3 separate regions of the Gossypium hirsutum genome follow, and all the other regions are linked to region 1. A link is a contact called in public Hi-C data. All regions are on one chromosome and are shown on one strand. Each heading gives the region's core, a stretch centred on a gene start, on an enhancer-like site or on the middle of the called end of the contact. The rest is flanking DNA. Distances are from core to core; before and after follow the strand shown.

Evidence for each region. A called contact is a pair of places that touch in the nucleus more often than the background predicts.
Region 2: a contact with region 1 is called in a Hi-C map of leaf, with 2.4 times the contacts expected there. The contact joins the promoter of LOC107951339 here to the promoter of LOC107952050 in region 1. A contact is called at or near these places in 3 of 34 Hi-C or Micro-C datasets (leaf and petal).
Region 3: a contact with region 1 is called in a Hi-C map of leaf, with 2.4 times the contacts expected there. The contact joins the promoter of LOC107951336 here to the promoter of LOC107952050 in region 1. A contact is called at or near these places in 5 of 34 Hi-C or Micro-C datasets (all in leaf).

What each region holds. Positions count from the first base shown.
Region 1 is chrA02:31,541,158-31,544,486 of Gossypium_hirsutum_v2.1, reverse strand. It overlaps LOC107952050 (serine/threonine-protein kinase BSK1), which reads left to right and starts at 1,610. Exons shown (of 9, transcript XM_016887287.2): 1 at 1,610-2,420; 2 at 2,521-2,656; 3 at 2,979-3,112; 4 at 3,196-3,301. The coding sequence starts at 2,040.
Region 2 is chrA02:31,173,457-31,176,785 of Gossypium_hirsutum_v2.1, reverse strand. LOC107951339 (protein FREE1) reads right to left here and starts at 1,775. Exons shown (of 10, transcript XM_016886348.2): 1 at 864-1,775; 2 at 481-567; 3 at 236-367. The coding sequence starts at 1,700.
Region 3 is chrA02:31,243,631-31,246,959 of Gossypium_hirsutum_v2.1, reverse strand. It overlaps LOC107951336 (4-coumarate--CoA ligase-like 5), which reads left to right and starts at 1,565. Exons shown (of 5, transcript XM_016886345.2): 1 at 1,565-3,107. The coding sequence starts at 1,889.

The DNA.
Region 1 (3,329 bases), core at 361-2,860:
CGACGTCTATGCTAAGAATGAATGGATTCCTCCTCCCTTTTGTGATGGATCTTGATCATGGATCACTTTGCATACTCTCAATTCTTCTATTAGCCTTTCGTTCTTTGTGTTTCTTTCATCTGCTTGCCTCTATTTATGCATTTGCTCTTGTATGCTTTTGCTGCTCCTCATATCTTCTCTGTTGTGAAGACAGTTACTCCTCCATAACTTTCATCCTTTCTTGTATGTCCAAATACTATCAATTTCCTGACTGTAAATAAATTTTATTAAACACATGTTTGATTCTTGGATATGTACTTTTTAATCTTTTTATTTAAAGATTAGATTAGAGTAAATAAAAATTATATAAAAGTATGAAAGGATTATATAAAAGTATAAAAAAACAAAAAGCATTATTATCATAATATAAGTTAGTTGTCATTTAAAAGAAAGCATGAAAGGACAAAAGCTCGATCAACCCATAATACTAAGTTAAAGGTCTTATAATAAGTATAGATATTATTTATAATAATAAATAATTGTCATTAAAATTTATCTTTCACTTAAAATAATTAATTATTTTAATTTTTAAAATTTTAAAATTAATTATTTTTAATTAATATCATTATGCAAGAAATTAAATATTTTTTCACTGAATAAAATAATGGGCGATAAAAATTATAATTATAAAAGTATCATGGAAGCCCCTATACTAGGAGTTAAATTACATTTAGCCTATTCTATTAAAAAATGGTCAAATTAACCTCTATACATTAGAGGAAAGTGCAAATTGATCATTCTATTAAAAATTCACCATTAAAAGATGACGTCGAAAATAATATCCAAGGTAAAATTAACTTTTATTTGAAAGAAAAAGCATAAAACCCAATGTAGTAAAAGTATCATGGAAGCCCCTATAGTAGGAATTAGATTGCATTTTCCCTCTCTATTAAAAATGAACAAATTAGTTCTCGTACGTTAGATAAAAAAAGAAAACTAGTCATTCTATTAAAATTTCACCAATTTCTACTGTCAAGCATTGATATGACTAGCTGAGCAACTAGAAAATGGCACATGAAGTGCCACGTGTATCTTATGCTATTGTGACAATATTTAAACAAATTTAAAAATCTAAAAAAAAAGTTTTTTATAATCATGATATCGACATGGTTTTTCAAATTATTATTAAAAATTATAAAAAATTTAGAAAATTATAGGAAAGTATTTAAAATGATAAGAAATTGTTAAAATTATTAAAAATTATTAAAAATAATGTTAAAAATGAACCTTAACAAATGGTTGTTTAAGGTAAGATGAACCTAGACAAACAATTATCTAGATTTATTTTGGAGTGGAAACTTAAATAATTATAAAAAAAATTATAAAAATTTATTTTTAAAAATTATTTATAAAAAATTTATATGAGGTAATTTAGAATAAAAATAAAATGCAATTCTAAAGAAGTCATCTAAAAATAAATATGATTAAATATAGACTTAAGAGTGAAGCAGAAATAGAAGCAGAGATGAAGACAAAAAGACCCTTGAATCAAATCAAATCAAGGACGGAAAAAGGACAATTCAATAGTATAATAGCTATAGACTAATAGTATATTATTGTAGCATACAATTGTTATTAAGGCGAGAAAAAAAAAATATAAGAAACATAGAAAGCAACGTCGAGAAAGGGACAGAAGGTTTTGTCAGTGCAGAAAGGGCTGAAAGAGGCCGACGGAAAAAGAGAGAGAAACAACGAAAGAAAGAAAGAAAGAGAAACCTGTCTCTCTTTCTTTCACACTCCTATGGTGTAAAACTCTCTCTCTCTCTCTCACACACAGTAGCCCACACGACGTCGTCCTCACCTTTCCTTTCTTCCTTCTTTCCTTCGAAACTTCCCAAACCCAAATAGCTTCTCCATTCCTTCCCTCTGCCATTAATTGAATAAACTCCAAACTATATAACTTTTAAAAAAAAAAAAGAGATTAAATAAATCAAAGAGGAAGAGGAATCTCTATGGTTATAATTTATAAATTAGTCGTCTGAGTCAACTCACCCCGAGTTATGGGCTGCTGCGAATCCACCTTTCTGAGAAGACCCGATTCACTGCACAAAACCAATCACCACCACCACCTCTACAACAACAATACCAACACCAACACCAATTGTGTCACTCAGACCAATAATGGCCCTTCCTCACTTTCCAATGCTGGAAAAGATTCCCTTGTCGGTGGGGCTGCGGGCTTCCCTGATTTCTCCGAGTTCTCCCTTGCTGAGCTCAAGGCTGCCACCAACAACTTCAGTTCCGATTTCATCGTCTCTGAATGCGGTGAAAAGGCCCCCAACGTGGTCTATAAAGGCCGCCTCCAAAACGACAATAATCGACGTTGGATCGCCATCAAGAAATTCACTAGATTAGCCTGGCCCGATCCTAAACAATTCGCCGTATGCTTTCTTTTTTTGTTGAACCATTTCCATTTTTAGGGTTTCCCTTCTTCTGATTTTCTTTTGTTTTTTTTATCTCTTTTTCTGTTTATCATTAAAGGATGAAGCTCGCGGTGTTGGAAACCTTAGACATAAGAGAGTGGCTAATTTGATTGGGTATTGCTGCGATGGCGACGAGAGATTGCTTGTTGCTGAATACATGCCGAATGATACCCTTGCAAAGCATTTATTTCACTGTATGGTTCCAATTTTTACTATCACTTTTTTTTTCCTGAACAAAAGTAAACTAAATATAATTAAATTTGAGTGCAATTATTATTTCCTCTGACCTAACTTGTTGGGTGTTTATTGATGTCTTCTGTTAAATTCTTGTTTCCAGCTAATGTCTCTGAACCAGTTAGATCCTGCATGATAATATCTTTAAGTTATCACCTTAAGTCATGCTTTTCAAGTAACATAAGTGAAAATGTAAAATCATATTGTGTTGCCATATTGTCTTCCTTTTAATGTTTCAGTTTTTGGCTTGAAAATAATTTCTGTTCTTTATTTGCTTGACAGGGGAGAACCAGACTATTGAGTGGGCTATGCGGTTGAGAGTTGCTTTATACATAGCTGAAGCATTAGATTATTGTAGCAGCGAAGGTCGTCCATTGTACCATGATTTGAATGCATATAGGGTTCTCTTTGATGAGGTATTGCAACAAAACTCTCTTTTTTTAGCTCTTTGTATTTGTTTTGTCGAGCTTATTAATAACCTTTTTAATGGTTTTTGCAGAATGGCGATCCTCGACTTTCATGTTTTGGTTTGATGAAGAACAGCAGGGATGGAAAAAGTTATAGTACAAATCTTGCATACACGCCTCCTGAGTATTTAAGAAATGGTATCAGCTTTTTAATTCTTCTTATTAT
Region 2 (3,329 bases), core at 526-3,025, 370 kb after region 1:
CAACCATGACCCCGGGGGGGGGGGAATAATGATAATAAAGAAGTGATAGGAAACTAAACAATTAATTCTCATAAGAAATTAACAAAATTATAACTCTCTGACACCAACCTGTACCTCTAGAGAATTTACCAACCATGACCCCGGGGGGGGGGGAATAATGATAATAAAGAAGTGATAGAACTAAACAATTTACTCTCATAAGAAATTAAGAAAATTATAACTCTCTGACACCAACCTGTACAGTTGCAGCTGTTACAATATCCAGAAGGGTGTTTGTAGTGTAACTGTTTGATTGCAACCCGATCCATCTTGGTTCAATGTCAACAGAGCTCTTCGACCAGAATGCAAAAGTAGATGTGTCGGTCACCTACATAAGAAGAAAATATACCCAATGGCCACGTCATTAAAAGAGAAAATTACAAAGTAAAACATATTGAGGAAGGAAAAAAAAATTAAAAATTTATATACTATGTAACTTACTTCACATCTTGTGATGTTCTCAATGGGATATATTCTCAAAGTTCGGCTGGTGTTAGGGTCAAGCATACGAATACCATCTAAACCAATCTGACACCAAAAAGATTAAGCTATATTATGAGTCTAAAGTACTGGATGAATATAAGAACACATTTTTCTGCAATTAATGTCAATAGGAACAACAATATAAATAAACCATACAGAACTAGACACTTCCAATATGAACTAAAATGTTTTATTAACCATACAGAACTAACGAAACTCCAAATCATTTTAGCCATTCAGTTTAAATTCACACATAATTCATCATACTGAAATTGATGCCAGGAACTTCATCTTTCCAGACAAAAGTAAATCAATTTCAACCAATTCTAATTAAGAATTACCTGGCAAAGTACATCCATGGGGCCTTCTCCTCCACCTTCACTCAACAACTTAACCCGAAACTTCTGGACCCCACTCTTTACGGCTTCCAGGGTCTCCGCCTTAGGCACCGCCCTCACAATCTTACCAGAAGATGAACCTGACGAGTCCTTCCCAGAAGGGAAATTAATGGTCCGCCCATAATCGTCGAATTGGACCCAAGTCGATGATTTTGGTGCTGTGCCACGTGCTCCATAAGGCTCCACCTTTCCTCCTTCATAAGCATAAACCCCATCACCATATCCACCATCATCACCGAAGGGTGGATAGCTATCATATCGCTTACCATAGAGATCGGGTCCCATATCGTATCTGCTCTGGTTATAACGTGCTCCGAATTTGTCGTCGAAATAACTGCCACTGCTTTGATCCAATTTCATGGAATTATCGTAGGGGTTGTCATAAGCAGGAGGGACAGAGGATTGTGATGATCCTATTTGATTATATGGGGTTGAATAGTCTGGCGGAATAGGGTTGGGGTTGGAGTCTGGCGGAGGAGGTACATAGCTAGGATACTGATCATAAGGCTGGTAATAAGGTGGCCGGGAGACAGGTGAATCATAAGGCGGGAAAGAAGGGGCAGCGGGAGCCGACGTTGGCGAGATCGGATGCTGATTGAAAGACGGTTGCGAATACAGAGTAGGTGGCGGCGGAGGAGCATAAGAGGGATCAGGATTTTGGTAATCGGAAGGGGAAAAAGGCGGTGCTGATGCGTAAGGTGAGTGATGAAATTGGGATGGGTTGGAGGTGTTAGGGCTTGAAGGTTGATAATAGGAGGAGCTCAAATCTCCTTGTTGCATGGCTGATCTGCCCTGAATCCTGAATTTGATGCTAACTTCTAATACAATGCCGAATTTGATGGGTTATTATTCCGTCTTCTGAAAGCAAGTGTTAAATAATTTAAATATTATTGCCCTCTAGAATCCCATATTTGGATTGGAGCCCATAACTTTCCAAGCCTGCTGGGCTTCCATACCCTTTTATTTTTTCTTCATTTTTTTGAATTATATATTACAACTCTTTAAGAATACTACTACTTATATCATGTGCATTGCATGCGATGTGATAACTCTCATATTTAGAGTTATTTTAGTATAATTTTCATATTATTTTTAGAGTTAATTTTAACATTTAGGTTAGTTTTTATTACATTTTATAGTTTTTTAGATTATTTATTTTTTATTTTATTTTTGCTTGTTTTTATCATTTTTATAATTACTTCGGATTCATTTACTATTTTTCTTTCTTTATTTTTGGTCATAGATGAAGAATAAAAAACTTGGAGCAAAGAGCCAAAAGTGGTGAACAAAAATCTTTTACTCCACCAAATTTAATTCAATGTAGTGGAGCACGCTCTTGAAATTAGAAATTTTGGTAGCAAATAGTCCATTCCACTACAACTTCTTCATGCAATGAAGCGATGTGATTGAAGAACCAAAAAATAAGGGTGACTAGATTTAAGAGGAAAAAACAAAGAGGAAAAGAGGGAGAAACTTGAGGGGATAAAGAACAACTCTCTCGCATTAAGAGGAACTTCCAACTTGCAAAGACAAGAAGAAAAAGAGATCTAGAGCGCTTGGCATAAATTTTATAACTACTTTCTCTCTAGATTGTTTCTTTTTACTTTTTATTTATGCAAGTTTGTTTTAAATATTTTCTTGTGTAGTTTTTTCAACTCAATATGAACTAAACTTTATGTTCTTAGAATAATAATGAACCATATTTCTTAGTTAATTAAATTATTTTCTTTTTGATTATTTTGATCCTTGTTAATTATTTATTCATTCCAAGGCTTATTTAATTTGCTTGCCCAACCACCAAGTTGTATTAATTTGATAATCTTTATTTTTCTTGGAAGAGAAAATTAAGGTTGAGATCTAGACTTAATAGATTAGGATTAACTTTAGTAGTGTTGACGAACGAGTTAATTGGTCGCTAGGATGGGAATACAATTGATGCCTTAGTCAACCCAATAGGGTTTTTCTTAGTGATTTCACCCGACTTGTCTAGTATACGAATTTAGCTAGTGAGGAAGGGGGATTAATTTAGCTAGGTACTGGTAGAGTCTAGTTAATGTCATTGAATATTGGATTAGTAATTACATAGATTGAATAATTGAATGTGAGATATTTGATTAACTAGATTCGGTGAAGTTAAAGTTCTGAGTCTTTAAAATTGATTGAGAAATTTGGAAATTTTCATTGTTTTAGTTTATCAAATATTCATAATTTGCTTAGTTTAATTGAAATAGTAATCATGTAACAGGTAGATTTTAAATAGTGCCAGAAAAAGGTAGTTTGGGAACCCTATTTCTGTAAATCGAGTTTTTAAATATTAAATAAGAATATTTACGGAGTTGGTATAAAAACATATTAAAGTTTGGTCCCTCAATTTTGTCTATAGATTGTTTAATTTAGGTATAAAGACAA
Region 3 (3,329 bases), core at 316-2,815, 300 kb after region 1:
AATTGAGAAAAAAAGAATTACATAGACAGTGATATTAAGTATCACAAAGTTTCCTGTATTATTTTTTAGATTACATTTTAGTCATTTTATTAAAAAAATAGATAAATTGATTTTTGTACGTTACATTAGTGACAAAACAACCCGTTAAGTGCTTGTTTTAGTGATTATATATAATGTATAAAGATAAATTTAACCCTCTATCTTTATACATTTATTTAATTTAACCTCTATTCTTTTATTGAAAGTAAATTATTTTTTAAAACTAATAGGACAAAAAAATCAAAAAAGCATTAATAAAAAATTAAAAAGAAATCATTTAAACCTTTTAAAATTTATAAATTATTAAAAATCATAAAGAAAATTTATAAAAAAATTATAAAAAATTAAAATTATTAAAAAATAACAATATCCAACCTTTAAATTTTAATGGTCATAACATTATTTTTAATTTTTAACAATTAAATTTTAATGGTCATAAGATTTTAATATCCAACTATTAAATTTTAATGTTCATAAGATTTTCAACACCCAGTATTGTTAATTTTTAATAAAAAATTTATAATTATAATTTTTTTATAATTTTTTTAATAATTTTTAAAATTTAAAAGAGTTTAAATGATTTTTTTAATTTGTTGCTAAGGCCTCTTTTATTCTTTAGTTTTATTAGTTTTAATTTTTTTCTAATTTACTTCTAATAAAAGAGTAGGGGTCAAATTGAATAAATGTATAAAAGTTGAAGACTAAATTTATTCTTATATCTTATGTATAAACACCAAATTTAAATTTTAACGGATGGACTTGCTCACTCATCTAACTTAAATGTGTTAATTTGTTTTTTTTAATGAATGGACTAAAATGCAATCCAAAGTATATAGTAAAAGAGTTTTGTAAGACTTTTACTTTTTAAGGTGTCAAAGTCCTATTATTGATATTACCCAAATAAAAAAAAAACCTATTATTAATTATTTTGTTGGTAATATATTGGCATAATTACTTACGTGGCTCTCCAACTTTATAATAATAATAATAAGTCAATTTAGTCTTTCATTTAATTTTTCGCTCTTAAACTTGTATTTTTTTTAAATCACCTTAAAATAGATAGAAAAATTAAATTTTTTTAACTTTATTGACGTATACACGTAAATTTTCACGTGGATGATATACCAGTATTTAATTAATTTTTTAAAATTTTAAAAAATTTTAAAATTATAAATTATAAAAAATATTTTTAACACTTTTTAACATTTTAAAAAATTAATTAAATACTGACATGTCATCCATATGACAATCTGTATGTATGCCACTTCAATAAAATTAACAAACATTAATATTTCTATTATTTTTGAGTAATTTAACATAGAAATGTAAATTTAAAAGTTAAAAAAAACAAAATAAATAAATAAAATAATTTTTTTAATGTTATTGGGCAAAATTAATCATTAGTGATAATATATTATCTTTACAAAAGTGACCAATCTCAAAACTACAAATAAAAGAAATGTGACAAATTAAATAATATTTTAAAGTAAATTAAAAAGAAAAATGAGGTCACGGAAGAGTAGGATGGCGGGCGACGACCAGGTACTGTGCGATATGTGATAAATAGCAGATAAATCCACACGTGGCAACACAATCAAACACGTTCCTCTATTACTCAATTTGATCTTACGACAAAAGTTCAACTTTGTTTCCATCCAACGACCAAGATCGTGCCACCTAAGGATTCAGACCCACGCGGACTGTTCAAAAGACCTAAACTAGCTCACTCGCTTATGTGACTGCCCATACTTCGCTGTCTTACAGTATAAAATTGATTCTTCTACCAGCCGACTTTATTTGAAGAGTAGAAAAATAAAAAAATAAAAAAAAACATTGGAACTGCAAATCCATGGCGGAAAACATGAGCTTGGCAATCGATCCAAGGAGTGGCTTTTGCCGGTCCAATTCTACCTTCTACAGCAAGCGCAAACCCATTCCACTCCCCAAGAACGACTCCCTCGATGTCACCACATTTATCTCGGCTCGGGCGCACCACGGTAAAGTTGCCTTCATCGACGCCGCTACCGGCCGCCATCTCACCTTCTCGGAGCTTTGGAGGGCTGTTGATTCCGTCGCCACGTGTCTTTCCGACATGGGAATCCGGAAAGGCCATGTGGTTCTACTCCTTTCACCCAACTCCATCTTCTTCCCCATTGTTTGCCTCTCTGTTATGTCCCTGGGCGCTATCATAACGACCACCAACCCTCTCAACACGGCTAATGAAATCGGGAAACAAGTCGCCGATTCTAAGCCAGTTCTCGCCTTCACTATTCCTCAACTCCTCCCTAAATTAGCAGGCTCCACCATCCCGATCGTGCTTCTAGAAGATCACGTGAGCAGTCAGGCTGGGGAAGCGAAGATTGTAACAACTTTACATCAGATGATGAAGAGGGAACCGAGTGGGAGTCGAGTGAGGGACCAAGTCAACCAGGATGACACGGCGACTCTGCTTTATTCCTCTGGTACGACAGGTGCTAGCAAGGGAGTGGTTTCATCTCATAGAAATCTTATAGCCATGGTACAAACGGTTATAAACAGGTTCAGCATAGAAGTAGGAGAAAAGTTCATCTGCACGGTTCCTATGTTTCACATCTACGGCTTAGTAGCCTTTGCCACTGGGCTGTTGGCCTCTGGATCAACGGTCATAGTTTTATCGAAGTTCGAGATGCACGACATGCTATCAACCATCGAGAAGTACCGGGCAACCTACCTACCTCTGGTGCCACCAATTTTGGTGGCGATGGTAAACGCCGCCGATCAGATACGGAAGAAGTACGATCTGAGTTCGTTGCATTCGGCGTTGTCAGGTGGGGCACCGCTTAGTAAAGAAGTGATTGAGGGTTTTCTGGAGAAGTATCCGAATGTAAAGATTCTTCAAGGGTACGGCTTGACTGAGTCAACTGGGATTGGTGCGTCGACGGACTCATTGGAAGAGAGCCGAAAGTATGGTACGGCGGGGATGTTGTCGCCTAGCATGGAGGCTAAGGTTGTGGACCCGGATAGTGGTAAGGCTTTGAACGTGAACCAGACGGGTGAGCTTTGGCTTAGGGGCCCCTCCGTTATGAAAGGTATTATCCTAATTATTAATATCCTTTAAAGCCACTAAAACCAAGGGTTTGAATATTCTCTTACTTCCTATATACTTTGTGGACTTAATTTAGTTTTTTATGAACCATGAATAGGAATAGGAATAGGAATAGGAATAGGAATAAGAATAAAAAGATGAGTTTCAATATCGTCACACGTCATACATTGATAATAATATCTACCTTAATTGAATTAAGATTTTA